2 separate regions of the Triticum aestivum genome follow, and region 1 is linked to region 2. Evidence: chromatin contacts called from public Hi-C data. All regions are on one chromosome and are shown on one strand. Each heading gives the region's core, a stretch centred on a gene start, on an enhancer-like site or on the middle of the called end of the contact. The rest is flanking DNA. Distances are from core to core; before and after follow the strand shown.

What was found. A called contact is a pair of places that touch in the nucleus more often than the background predicts.
Region 1: a contact with region 2 is called in a Hi-C map of leaf, with 5 times the contacts expected there. The contact joins the promoter of LOC123125288 here to the promoter of LOC123122404 in region 2. A contact is called at or near these places in 4 of 5 Hi-C or Micro-C datasets (leaf and root) and 1 of 1 datasets of contacts at active chromatin or transcription factors (leaf).

What each region holds. Positions count from the first base shown.
Region 1 is chr5D:429,308,935-429,315,832 of IWGSC CS RefSeq v2.1, reverse strand. It overlaps LOC123125288 (bZIP transcription factor 12), which reads left to right and starts at 3,093. Exons shown (of 2, transcript XM_044545804.1): 1 at 3,093-3,832; 2 at 3,943-4,456. The coding sequence starts at 3,305. The coding sequence ends at 4,014.
Region 2 is chr5D:429,149,305-429,156,467 of IWGSC CS RefSeq v2.1, reverse strand. It overlaps LOC123122404 (histone-binding protein MSI1), which reads right to left and starts at 4,724. Exons shown (of 5, transcript XM_044542597.1): 1 at 4,027-4,724; 2 at 1,294-1,437; 3 at 393-517; 4 at 134-229. The coding sequence starts at 4,650. LOC123122403 (mediator of RNA polymerase II transcription subunit 4) reads left to right here and starts at 4,906. Exons shown (of 2, transcript XM_044542596.1): 1 at 4,906-6,226. The coding sequence starts at 4,969. The coding sequence ends at 6,219.

The DNA of each region.
Region 1 (6,898 bases), core at 1,844-4,343, 160 kb before region 2:
AGCCGGTATTGTGAAGCTTATAGAAGCTTCCAAACACCTTTTTCTTTCCTTTTTCCTGATTTTATGGGTTTTTAGTTTTTTCCAGTGTGTACTTTTTTTCAAATGCGCAAATGTTTTTAAAATTCATGAACAATTTTTTAATTTCAAGAAATTGTTTCAAAGGCACAAACAATTTTCAAATGTGCGAACAATTTATCAAATGCATGAACTTTTTAAAATCCACAAACTATTTTAAAATTCACGAATAATTTTGAAATCGGCAAATAATTTTTCAAATGCTCAAACATTATTTGAATGTGATTTTTTTAATCCATGGACAATTTTCAAATTTGTAAAAAATACATGATCATGTTTCAAATTAGTGAAGTTCTTTAAAATTGGTGAATTTCTTTTCAAATGTGCGAAAAGTTTTGAATGCATGAACTTCTTTAAATCCACAAACAAATTTAAATTCATGAACTTCTTTCAAATTTGCGACCAATTTTTTGAATTTGTGAAGTTTTTTACAAATGCACAAACATGTTTTTAATCCATAAACTTTTTTGAACCCGTCTACATTTTTGTAAGTTGGTGAACATTTTTTCAAAATCATGAAATTTTGCAAATTCATTATTTTTTAAACCCATGAACATTTTTCTCATTCCACAGCAAAGCAACTTCAAAAGAAGAGAAAAAAAATCAAATGAATGTGCGAGCGTGGATCCGAAGAAAAAAAAACTATGCTGGCGAGCTACTGAGCAAGCGACGCGACGAGTGAAAAGCCTATGATGGAACCCCTATACTTATGGGGCATGAGTTGCCTACCAAACTATATCCAAAACATTGATTTTGACGTGTATTTAGTCAGCCAGACCCAACTCCGTCACACTGAAAAGATGCAGACTATCAAACTACCTTAGTTTCTGTTGCAGCATATGTATAACAACCAAAAAAATTACAGCCAGGTTCATAATTTAGATGTTTAAGTCAAAACGGTGGTTAAGGTTCTCAAAGTCGCTTGAAAACATGTCTAAAGTGCAACGTTTTTTGTCACACTACGTTCGGATGTCTGAATTAGACCCATTGTATTGGATTTGGTATTGGCTAACTAGCAATTTAGGCGTTTGGATGTTTACCGAAACGAGCGGACGAAAATGGACCTGATACAGAGAGAAATTACTCCACGTGCAGGGCCCTCCTGCGGGTAAATGGGTAGGGCCGAGAGACCGGCTAAAGCTTGCGCTGGTCTCACGCGAACCACACGATTGAGGCCCATCGTGCGTCTTGCAAAATGCCCCCACCTTATCTCTTCTTCCTTTGTCTTCATCCTCCCAATCTTTTTCTCTCTCGCAGCCGTTCTCCACACATGCGCTGACCCAACCTAGCCACGCCGCGGTCGCCTCCTCGACACGCCGTGCTCGTAAAATCTCTCCTCCATGACCACGATCCCCGTTTTTGTCCCCTGCACCCTCATTGAAGGGCACATGTCGTGGTCCCCTTTTTTCTCCCTTGCAGCCTCGATGGAGGGCATAGGCGCTCACGAAGGCAACCCACCGCATTTCAACACGACGGGGAGCATCTACAAATGATGTGACCGATGGCCATGGTGCTTGGGGGACTCAGCCGCATGCGTCAACGACGACCCAACAGCTACCGTTGCTACAACCAACAGCTGTCGTCCACCGATGTGCAACCGACATGTCATTTTGTTGGAACCGGTTAACAGGGAAGTTGCAACCACACACGACCGGTGCTGGAACCAGACACCAACGAGGTGTGCTGCAACCAACAACTGCCTGCACCGGTGTGTCATTTTGCTGGATCCGGCTAAAAAGGAAGTTGCAACCACACATGACCAGAGCTAGGACCAGACAACCAATGAGGTGTGCTGCAACCAACAACTGTCGGTACCGATGTGTCATTTTGCTGGAACCGGCTAAAGAGGAAGTTGCAACCACACATGACCAGCGCTAGGACCAGACAACCAATGAGGTGTGCTGCAACCAATAGCTGCCGGTACCGGTGTGTCATTTTGCTGGAACCGGCTAAAGAGGAAGTTGCAACCACACATGACCGGCGCTAGAACGAGGCAACCAACGAGGTCGTTTTTGCTACGACTAGCATTTTGTTTGCTGGAATTTACACGGCTAGGAGTGGTTGATCTGGACGTATACCTGGCCATCGCTCGGGCTGGACCGGGCTTCGGGTCGGGCCTGACCAAGCCCGACGCAGAATCCCAGGCCCGGGGCTAAAAATCAGCCCCAAGCCCGGCCCGTTAACGTAAAAGCCCGTTGGGCCTTTTTGTTAACTCGCAAATATGACGGGCCCAGGCCCAGCCTTCGGGCTCAATACCTAGGCCGAGGCCTGCCATGAGGAGCATCGGGCCGGGTCGGGTCGGGCCGTCCGGGCCGGGCTGCCCATGACCAGGTATATCTGGACGGCTCGCGCGTGACCGGCCAAAGCTTTGTGCCGGCCGGCCAGCCGGCGCCTAGCGCTGGCGTTTTCCTTACCCGGAAGGAGCAATAGGAGGAGCACCTTCCGGCTGGTGCACTGCCACGCACTTAAGATCCGTTTACAGAAGAAGTATCGCGAATAACCCACGGGAGCAAACCTAGCGATCTGGAAATGATCTAGAGTGAATCTAGGTGATGAGCAGCAGGGGAGAGAAGAAAAAGGCAGCGAGCAAGTGGCGCCCCCCATTGGGCCGAGGGACACAGGCCGCTGCGGCATCGCATGTGGCCCGGGACCGGGCGGCGTTTGACCAGTGCCACGCACACACGCACGCACAGAGAGGAGAGCCGTCGACAGGGCGTGGCGGGAGGCCACCAGGCGCGCTGCCACTGGCCGCCGGGGCGCGAGTGAGACGCAGCGAGCCCCCACCCCCCCAGCGGCGGGACCGGGCGAGCCACCTGGACGCCTCTCGCGCTCGCCGACAGTGCTCGCGCGCCCACACCAGGCGCGCGACGCACTCGTCGCGGCGCCACTGGCTGTCTGGCCGGCCACGGAGCGAGCAGTGCGACCGAGCGAGCGAGCCCCACCCCGGGCCAGGCAGCAGCTCGATCGAGCTCTCGCTGTCTGATGAGTGAGGAGGGTGCGGGGGAGGGGAGGTAAAAACGGAGGGGGCAGACCGAGCAAACCACCTGCTTACTTATTCCCATCCCTGTCTCGGCCAAAAGAGGCAAAGAAGCGGCCGCCCCAAACGCACCCGCCCGGGCCGACGAACGGAGCGATAGATAGGGGCCATCCTACTACTACTACCACCACGAGCGAGCCAAGCAAGATACATACGGACGCTCCCCCACCCACCCAGCCAGGGAGAGTCGCCATGGCCATGGAGGCCGACGACGACGACCTGTGGGGCGCGGTCACCACCAGCCCCAGCGCCTCGCCCCCGCCGCCCTCCTCATCCGCCGCCGCCATCTCCACCGCGCTCAGCCTCAACACCCGCCTGCAGCTGCTCGCGGCCTCCGGCGTCGGCGGCTCCCCGTTCCACCCCGGCGGCGTCGGCGTCGGCTCGCCGTTGCACCCGGGCGGCGGCTGCTACCGCAATGCGGCCGCGTCCCCGACCTCCTTCTTCTCCTCCGCGGCGGCCTCCTTCCCCCGCATCGCGCCCGACGCCGGCCCCGCGCGCCGCGCGCTCGAGCGCGAGATGTGCTACGGCCACGGCGCCGCCGCCTGGCCCGGCCCCCCCGCCGCCGCCGCGCCCGTGGACCGGCGCAAGAAGCGCATGATCAAGAACCGCGAGTCGGCGTCCCGGTCGCGCGCGCGCAAGCAGGCCCACGTCACCCAGATCGAGTCGGAGGTGCACCAGCTGCGCGAGGAGAACGAGCAGCTCCGCCTCAAGTACGACCAGGTAGGCACCCCGCCGCCAGCATCCTCTTTCTTTTCTTTTCTTTTCTTGGGAGCAAGCTGACTCGTCCACTTCTCTCCTCCACCCATGGATCCTCACGGCGGCGACGGTAGCTCAAGGCTTCAGTGGAGGTGTCGGTGCCGGTGAGGAAGACCCTGCAGAGGGTGCTCTCGGCGCCCTTCTGATCTTTCCTCCACGAGGGATCGAGATCGAGGCTGCAGCTCCTACAACCACCGCCAGTACTACTCACATAGCTAGAGTGTTGCAGTAGCTAGCTCTTACTAGTAACTATTAGCTGCTGCTGCTGCTGCTGCTACTACGATGCTCATCCATCATCGTCCCTGTAAATCCATATGGATGGTATTATGTTCTCCTTTTCCTTGACTTTCACTAGGCCGGCCGGGGCTATCTCGATCTTTTTTGGTCACTCAGCTAAACCAGAGGTGGCAATGCGCAAGGAAAGGGAAGAAGACGCAGCAGCTTAATCTGTACAGCGGCAGCTGCTGCCTACCTACCAGTAGTAGATCTCCTAGCAATTACAGCCGTTGTGGATTAGCCAGGCAGCAGCTGGTTCTTGTTTTGCTGACTTGGCGATTAATGATATTATGGTGCTACTCCTACTTATCAGTTCTAGTAGTACTGGTAATAATATTACTGTTATTAGTTACCGTGATGATCTGATGTGTGTTGCTGTTGCTGTCGCGTGGGAGGGATTAGGATTAGGCGGGGCAGAAAGGGAGGCGACGACATCGGCGAGGGAAAGCCCGGCCTGCCTGCACAAATGTGGCAACTATTGCCTCCTGGAACAACGACACTTCGGGTGACAAAAAATTGCCTGCCTGCCTGCCGACCTCATCCCCACACCCAGCCGCTCTGTTTTCTCCGCCGTGGCCGTGGTCCATGGACGGACGACGGCGTGGTACAAATTGACACTGTAGTACTGTATTTTATAGAAGGGAGGGAGGAGGGAGCTACAACCAACGATCCCGGCTTTGTTCGCACGTCGGTGTCGGAAAGTGACGCCGTCTTTCTATCCGAATAGCCAAGCCCGCAAGTCCGCCGCGACGTCGCTCTCCCCCTCCCTTCGGCCTTTCCGTTGTGATTACTCCTAGTTTGAAAACACGAAACAAAACTGCCGAGTCCAGAAGTGGCCACGGCTGGCCATTGTGTGTTTCACAGGAGAAAAATCCGGTAGCACTCCTGCTACTGTTTGCTTAGACCACGCCACACCGTTCCGCAGCGCAGGGAGTGTCTGTCTCGTACTCCTAGTAGTAGCCAATCCTTGTGGGCCACGTATGACGAAATGTGTACTGCTAGTGCTACCGTCACTATGAGGCCAACTCCACCGTGCGACCCTAAACGGACGGCCGTTTTGTCCGGATTCTGTCAGTTTGGGTAGGGCGATGAGGTCGTGTCCGGGCCTGTCCTGGATGCGGTGGTCGTGCGTCCAGCGCGCGGACGCATCCCGGCCGCATCCTGTCCGCGTACATTTTTCTTTGCAAGTCCTTAACTTCTTTTCATCATTTATTTTCGGTACATGAAGAATACATCATCGCATTTTGACTAGTAAAGTAAGACCCAAAAAAATAAGTACAACAAGAATACATTTTAGAAGATACCCAACTTCCATAACTGCTCTCTTGAGTTGGGTTAGGGCCTTCTCGATGCACTCATTGTTGATCTGTGGAGGAGGCTCGATCTGGCATACTCCTTTCTTCTTCAAGCCAGAAGTCGATGTTGCTTCCTCACACCTAGTCTCGTGTCTAGCCTCTAATCTAGCAACAAGTGCAATTGTCTCATCTGCAGCCTCTATACTAGCTAAAAGTGCACGAACATGTACTAAATTTCGCTCTATCAATATATCGATGTACTCTTCTTCCCAATACCAAAACTTGCATCCATGCTACACAATAAAATTTGTAGTTAGCACAACTAGTCAAAACTAGAGCACAAACCGAAGCTAAAAAGAGCACATACCCCATCGTTTAAGCACTTGATGAACACCCATCCGGAATGTTCCGGCGTTGTAGACACGCGGCGCACGACCATCCTTGGGCAGTGGTCGCACTTAATGAGTGGCAACGGTGCGCCGGCGAGCTTTTGGGCAAGCACCGAGCCCGGCCGACCGCCATTCGTGTATCTGCCGGCGAACCACCGACGGTGCAGATCCGAGCGGCTAGAGGAGGAGCCACTGCCTGCATGTGGCCTTGCGGCCCTGCCAGGGCCTTCCGGCGAGGTGCCCGGCCAGTCCATGGCGCGGCCCAGCCTCCCACAGCCGGGCGAGCTCAAGACCGACTGGATCCGCCCCAAATCCGGCCGGCGGGTGCGCAAACCAGGTGGCCGTGGTTGGGTCGAGGGGTGGCACCGAGGGGAAGGGGCTGGGCGAGCGCGCGTCCGAACTGCACGGCTGCAATGGCAGCGGCGGCGGCGGCAGCGAGGGAAAGAGTGGAGGGGGTGCGGCCGGAGGAAGGGAGGGGGGATAAAAAAGGCCCGCCCTGTGCCACCGGCGGGCGGGCCAGGGGAGGACACGCGCAGATGGCCCGCGCGTCCGCGTGGTGTCCTTTTCACCCCAAAAGCGGCGCAAACTTGGGCCGCGGATGGGTTGAAAGCGGACACAAAACGGACAAAAGTCCGTTCGCTCCCGCGCGTTGGGCCGTCTCGTTTGTCCGTTTTACCCTAAACGGACGGGGGCGGACAGAATAGTGTCGCGCGATGGAGTTGGCCTAAGAAAGTGAGAATGCTCCAAGTAAATGGTCCGTTCTTATTTCTGGCCTACTATAACTCACTCTGCTCTCACTGTCTCAAGATACACATGCAATGACTCAAATGGCACCTCATCACAGGTCTCAATTAGCTCACAACGTGGCTCGGGTGGGGCCTCTCTCTCCCGGGCCTGCCAGCCATTACCTTCACCCGCCCCGGCATTCAAGGACAGATTCGCTATTGCTCCAACGAAAAATTGTATAAACAAAGGACAGGCAGATTCGCTAGGAAAAAACAAAAACAAAAAAGGACAGATGCTTTAATTCCCCAAGCAACAAAGAAAGAAAGAAAAAGGACAAATATATA
Region 2 (7,163 bases), core at 3,475-5,974:
TCATACTAGAAGCCATCGCTTTTTGCCAATCTTGGAAGGATTCATGAGTAAGTATGAGTGTGCCAGCAACAAATATCAGATGCCAGCTGCAAATGTAACACAGGATATGGGAGCAGATTTGACTTAAGCTTACCTGCTAACGTCCCATATCATCACCCTTTTGTCTGCAGCATGGGAGGCTAATACAGTCTCCAAGTTTGGATTCCACTCAACCTGGAAAACCTCGCCCCTGCACGTGCAAATCGCGCAAACACAACAACATCAGATACGTAGCAGCAAAACTGAAGAATAGCAGGTAGACTGATCAATAACAAACAGAGAATTGTCTCGATAAAACAAAAGAGAACTGACTGTCGCAAATAGGTAAGAAGACAAAAAATATATATACATACTCATGGTTGTCGAAAGCATGCAAGCTTCTAGATAGCTTTCGCAAGTCAAATAGCTTAATAGTTCCATCGCCAGATGCTGTAGCCAAGATCCATTCATTAAACGGATTGAAGGACAGAGAGTTCACCTGACGAAGTGATGATATACATCATGATGAGAAAACATGAGAGTACTGAAATAAGGAACATATATTTTCACAGAAAGAAACTGTAGGTGCCAGCATAAGCATTGATATTCTCTATTCACAATGCAGAGCCACATATTACCAAGATTTTGTCATTTTCTAACTCAAAGTCACAAACATAAAACAATCACACAAGCAAACTTCAGTACAGTAGCTACAGTCACACAAGTAAACTGATGATGTACCAACTAAAAAAACCATCTGCTGGTGAAATTTTGAAAGAAGCCAGACACAAGGAATAAGTACATCATTGCAACTTTAGAAAACATGCTTCACATACCACTCCGGTACATAAAGCAAAGGTCTTGCTTACTAAAAAAATTAGTATAGTGCAGCTATGTTCCCCTCGACACAGAAAAACATTTAGCCCAGTAGCTCTTGATCAAAGCATGCTAACTTCCTTTTAATGAGCACCTATAGGTTGTTCCTGTTTGTTCATATGCAAGTCCCACGTCATGAGCTTGCAGTCGTCACTAACAGACCCAAATAGGTTTGCATCTTTTTCAGTAAGGATGCTTCCACAAAGAAAAGGTCTTCCCACTATAGTAAAAGTTGAGCTTAGAACAAACTGTAGTACTCCAGCTATACTCCACTCAGACACAGAAAAACATTTAGCTCAGCAAAAAAGTGAGCATAGAACAAACTGTAGTACTGCAGCTATGTCCCCCTCAACATAGAAAAACATTTAGCTCAGCAACTATCAATTAAAGCAGGCTTACTTCCTTTTGGTGCGCAACCATAGATTGTTCTGGTTTGTTCGTACGCAGGTCCCACATCATGAACTTGCAGTCATCGCCAACAGATCCAAATAGGTTTTCATCCTTAAGGTGCCAAGCAACATCTTCAACGACATCCTCATGAGCCTGCAAAAACATAAAATTTAACTAGATGTTTAACATTGCCAGCCATGCTTACATACTCATGATTGTGAAGATTGTCATATCCAAAAATAAACACCCACACACTCTTATGTCGCATCTGTAAAACAGAGCCACGCAATAACGATTTTGGATTTTAGACAAGTAAGATACGCACAGAAGTAATGAGATAGCTTAACAAATCATGATTGTGAAGATCATCATATCCAAAAAATCTGGATCCAAGCTACACGAGTCACGTTTCCACTTGGGGCCATGTTCACAGATGTATGTTTTTACAGGACAAAAGAATGGTTGTCAAAAATAATACAACTAATAAGGATGGGGGACTATGATGCTCTGGCTGGAGAATGGCTAATGGAAGTCATACTTCTATGCTGCAGTTCAGTTACTTTGGTCTGTTTCTCACTGTTCAGCTGATGCAGGTCTTTGTAATGAGCAAGGACTTTGTAATAATGGTTTCTGAACCTGTCGTTTAGTTTAAGCTGCTGCAGCAGTTTTTGAGTAAGCTCGGTCCTGAACTGTAAGGCTTGTTACCTGGGGCCAAGAAACTCATTTTATTTGAAGAAAGCAGGACTATAGCAATATTAACATTCTAGGCAAATGATGCAATACTCACCAGCTATTTGCTTAAAAAGGGAAAAAGTCTCCAGCCTCTGCATTAATTTTTTAAAGGCATGTACTCAACTCAGTAAGTCTTTCCAAATAATAGAAATTTATGTTTTTACCATCCAGCTAAAACAGTATTTTTTCCCTAGTATGACACGACTGCAAACAGAAAACAAATTTATTTGAGTCCAATCTTCAAATTAAAAAACCATACAGAAGTGATGAATTGTAGTGGCAACCAAGGTGATGGTATTCTATGTTAATTGCTTAATAAGAACTATGAGACTTTTGTTGAGATCATGCGTTCTCATGTTATCGCAATGGTTGGTTAATCTGATGTCAGGAGAGACCACTTCTTTGGTTCCAAATGAATTGTGACTTGATGAGTAATAACAGGAAGAGCACATCTCTTGCCCGACACAAATTGCTATTTTTAAAATAAAATCAGAGAAACGGTGTTTCAATATGCCTGAAAAGTGAAGAAAAATGGCATACAAAACGTTTCCGGCGCAAGATTAATGTGCCAATCCAGGTTTTTTTTTTTTGCGAATCCTGGTTAACCACCATATATGGAAGAATTGAGATATCAGGGGAAGTTTCAATATATCAGGTTTGCAGACAGTAGACAAAACGGTGAATGAAGTGGCGACTTCGACTAAATTTGCTCATCCATTCGGGGAGATTCAGTTGCATTTCATCATATTATCCTTTCACATATAGTGGTCTGGGTAATTGAAAACGAAGGATGGCATAATTCGTGGTTGATTTCTTGGCATTGTTATAACTTATGAGTTATGAGTTGAGTGCTTCGGCCTTCGGGTATCCTCAGGTCTTATGAAGGCAGTAGCGTTAATTATTTTTTGAGTAATTTGTAATGATGGTTCCTGAACCTGTCATTTTAGTGTTAGCTGCTGTAGTAGTTTTTGAGTAAGCTAGGTCCTGAACTATGAGGCATGTGATTGGAGGGTGACCGGGGGCCAAGAAGCTCATTTTATTTGAAGAAAAAAGAACTATGACTGTAGCTACACTAGCATGCTAGACAAATGATGCAATGCCCTCTGCTCACCAGCTACTTGCTAAAAAAAGAGGAAAAGGTCTCCAGCCTCTGCACCATTATTTATGAAAGCAGGTACTCAACTCAACAAGTCTTGCCAAATAATATAAAATATGTTTTTCACCATCCAGCTGAAACATTATCTTTCCTACTCACGGCAAACAGCGAACAAGTTTATTTCAAGTCCAATCTTCAAAAGTAGAGCACCATAGGGAACTGATGAATTGTGGTGGCAACCAAGGTGATGGTATTTTGTTTTAATTGCTTATGAATAACCATGAGGCTTTTGTTGTCATCATGTGTTCTCATGTTATCACAATGGTTGGTTAACCTGATGTTCAAAGACAGCACTTCTTTGAGTCCAAATGAATTATGAATTGATGAATAACAACAGGAGGAGCACATCTCTTGCCTGACACAAAATTGCTATTTAGAAAATCAAAACAGAGAAATGTTGTTGCCAATACGCCTGAAAAGTGAAGAAAAATGACATGCAAAACGTTTCTGGTGCAAGAATGATGTGTCTAGCCTGGTTAGCCACCGGATATGGAAGAATTGTGTATCAGGGGAAGTTCCAATATATCAGGCTTGTAGGCACTGAATGTGCACATCCTTTTCAGGGACTTTCGGTTGGATTTCATTATATTATCTTTTCACATTCGGCGACCTCGACTGAATGTGCTCTATGTAATGGAAAACGAAGGACAGCATAATTTGTGGTTGGTTTCTTGGCATTGTTATGACTTTGAGTCGAGTGCTTCGGGTATCCGCACTTCTTATGAAGGCAGAAGTGTTAATTAACTACTATTCAAAGGTTGAGAACCTAACATGCATAATACATCATCATACATGAAAAACAAGATAAAGGTGGGGAACAGGAAACGGCACAGGAGCATCTGTTGGGACATTACCTCAAACACCTGTTGCGCGTCCAGAACCGGGGCTCCATTCCCGGCCTTGAGATCCCACAGGCAAATCTTCTTATCATACGAGCCGCTCAGGAGGAACCCCTCCTTCATGGCGCTCCACGCCAGCCCATACCCCTCCGCGCCATGGCCCCTGAGCACGGCATCCGCGCCGCCCTTGTCGCCGTCCTCCCCGAGGTGGTACACGTGCACCTCATCGACGCAGGTCTTGGTGGCCACGGTGTACGGCCGCTGCGGCATGCACCGGGCGCGGTTGACCTCGCCCTGATGCGACGCCGAGCGGCCGATGGACACGGACGGGGCCGGGACGGCGCGGCCCTCGGCGGCGGCCGCCGCGGCCAGGCGCGGCGGGAGCGGGAGCACGGCGTCGACGAGCATGAGGTGGTTGGGGGAGTCGTCGGAGGCGTGGGTGCCGAGGACGAGGCGGTGGGAGCGGGCGGAGGCCGACGACCCCGAGGGGAGCCACTGGACGGTGAGCGAGGGCCACTCGAGCGGGTGGGACACGATGAGGTCATAGAGCACCGGCGCGTTCTTCTTCCAGTTGAGGTACTCCTCCATCTCCATGGCGGCGGCGGCCGTGAAGGCCTGGAAGGAGGAGCCGCCGTCCATTGCTGATTTGCTCTGCGCGGGAAAGTGGAGAGTGGAGGCGGCCAACTGCTGGTCTCCCGCCAAAATGATCGGTGGGAGGAAGCCGAGGGTTTCAAGGCGAGGTTTTATTGCGGACTTGATGGGCCTGTTGGGCTGACAAGCCTAACTATATGCAAGTCATCAAGCCCAGATCTCTCTAAAAGAAAGTCGTCAAGCCCATATTCACGCCAGGCCCAGGATCCCACTAAGAGAACCTCATGTGTCTAATAGCCCGGCTAGTCCACAACCACGAGCCTCTGCTCCTCGCGTTGGATTCCCCAATCCGCCGCCGACGCCGCCATGATGCAGTCCCACATGCCGTCGCCGGCGAGGCTGGGGGTGACCGCCTCGTCGCCGTCGCTCCCGCCCAACCAGTCTCCCGCGAACCCCACCTCCTCGCCGCCGCAGCAGGCCAACCCGCCGCCCGCGAGCGCGGCCACGTCCGCGGCCGGAGCCGCGGTCCCAACCCTAACCACCTCGCCGGCGCTGCTCCCGCTCCTGCCGCCGCTCCCGCGCGCGCAGTCGCTGCTCCACCTCATCTCCTCCCTCGCCTCCAACCTCTTCGAGCTCTCGCCCAACCGCGCAGCCTGGATCTCGTCCTACCGGGGCTCGCTCCCCAACTTCCTCGCGTCGTCGTCGGCGTCCGCGGCGCCTACGCCGCTGCCGGCCCCGGTCTCCACCACCAAGGAGGCCATGTCGATGCTCACCTCCCTCCAGACGCAGCTCTTCGAGACCGTCGCCGAGCTGCAGGAAACCCTCGACCTGCAGGACGCGCGCGCCAAGCTCGCTCGCGAGGCGCGCGCCAAGGACGCTTCGCTGCTCGCCTTCGCGAAGAAGCTCCGTGAGGCCCACCACGTGCTCGACCGCCTCGTCGACGACTACGCCGACTACCGCCGCGATCCCAAGCGCCCGCGCGGCGCCGCCGCTGTCGACGAGCCCGAGCCGGTGTCGCACGGCGACTTCGGCGCGTCCCTCCACTCCAAGCTCAAGCTGGACGACATCCTGACCTATGCGCATCGCATAAGCTACACGACCTTTGCACCGCCGGAGCATGGTGCTGGGCTCCCTCTGAGGGGTGCATTGCCGCCTGCGCCACAGGATAACGAGCTGCGGATGTCACAGCTGTATCAGTTTGCTGATTTGGATGTTGGAGTGCCCAAGAAACCCCTGGAAACGAAGGAGGGGGTCACAGCAGAGATGGAGTCCATGCCGCTATTCGAGCTACCGGAGGAAGAGCCTCCGCGGCCATTTATGCTACCAATCACAGTGCCACCAGGTTGGCAGAAAGGTTTGCCTGCTCTGCTTCCTGATATTCCAGTGCCGCCACCTGGATGGAAGCCTGGGGACCCGATCGAGCTGGGTGGCATCATTCCTGCTGTCAAGCCTGAGGAACAACGACCCAGTGTGCCGATTCCTGTTGGGGTGCAGCCAATGGTGCCAAGGGCCCAAGAGCCAATACAGGTCGCAGCTGTGAACCTTGACATTATCAGTTCTAGCAGCGATGAGTACAGTAGCGACGTCGGGAGCTCAGATGAAGACGATGAGGACTAATGCTTTTGTAAGCTCGACCATTTCATAATTTGTGTGTTTCCATATCCAGTGTAGCTCATTTAAGTGTAAGCTTTGGCTAGTATTGTGTCATGTGCTTGTCTGTTTAAACTGCTGCAACACAAAATCTATTCAAATAATAGATTTGACTTAAATTTGTGCTAGTTTAGTACAGCATTCACTAGATCACTTTCTGTGATAAATACAGCCAGTCTAAATGTTCAATTTTCTTGACCTTTGTTCAAAAACAAAAACTTCATTTGCTATGAGGTTTGACTTAAACTTGTGCCACTCTAGTACACCAGTCACTGGACCACTTGCTGTGATAAATACAGCCAATCTTGACCGTGTTCAGTTTCCTTGACCTTTGTAGTTCAAGACGTTCAGTTTCCTTGACCTTTGTAGTTCAAGATGTTCAGTTTCCTTGACCTTTGCGACCACTATTAACCCAAAACCTGGCTTCTATTATGGATGATAAATGTCATGAATTTAATGTTTTAGTTCATCATTGTAGGTTTCAGTTGTATTTGCCTGCTAGTGTAGTCCTAGGCTAAGTTTTTTTTTGAGTAAATCACTCCATGTTTATGGATATCTTCTCAAATCTTCCTGCCTACCTGTGCACTTTGGACTTTGGAGTGATTGCCTTCGTTAATGGCGTGTTATCCCATATGCCTAATATCATCCTTTACATGATTCCTCTCTTCATCTCTGATTTCTGTAATATAGCGACTTCACATGGTTGATTATGCCGTTGTGCCCCCTAGTAGGGTGGGCATTTGGTTAAACTGAAAGTTAGGTTCAGCTTATTTGAGATTTGGTTTTATATAATCGGGGACTGAGATAGAAGGAAAAGTGGAAATATCGAAATACTAGGTGCAATCAAATGTAGCCATGTAAAGCGCCACTGGATAATAAATTGGGGTGGTGGTAAAGATTGCCTTCTGTTA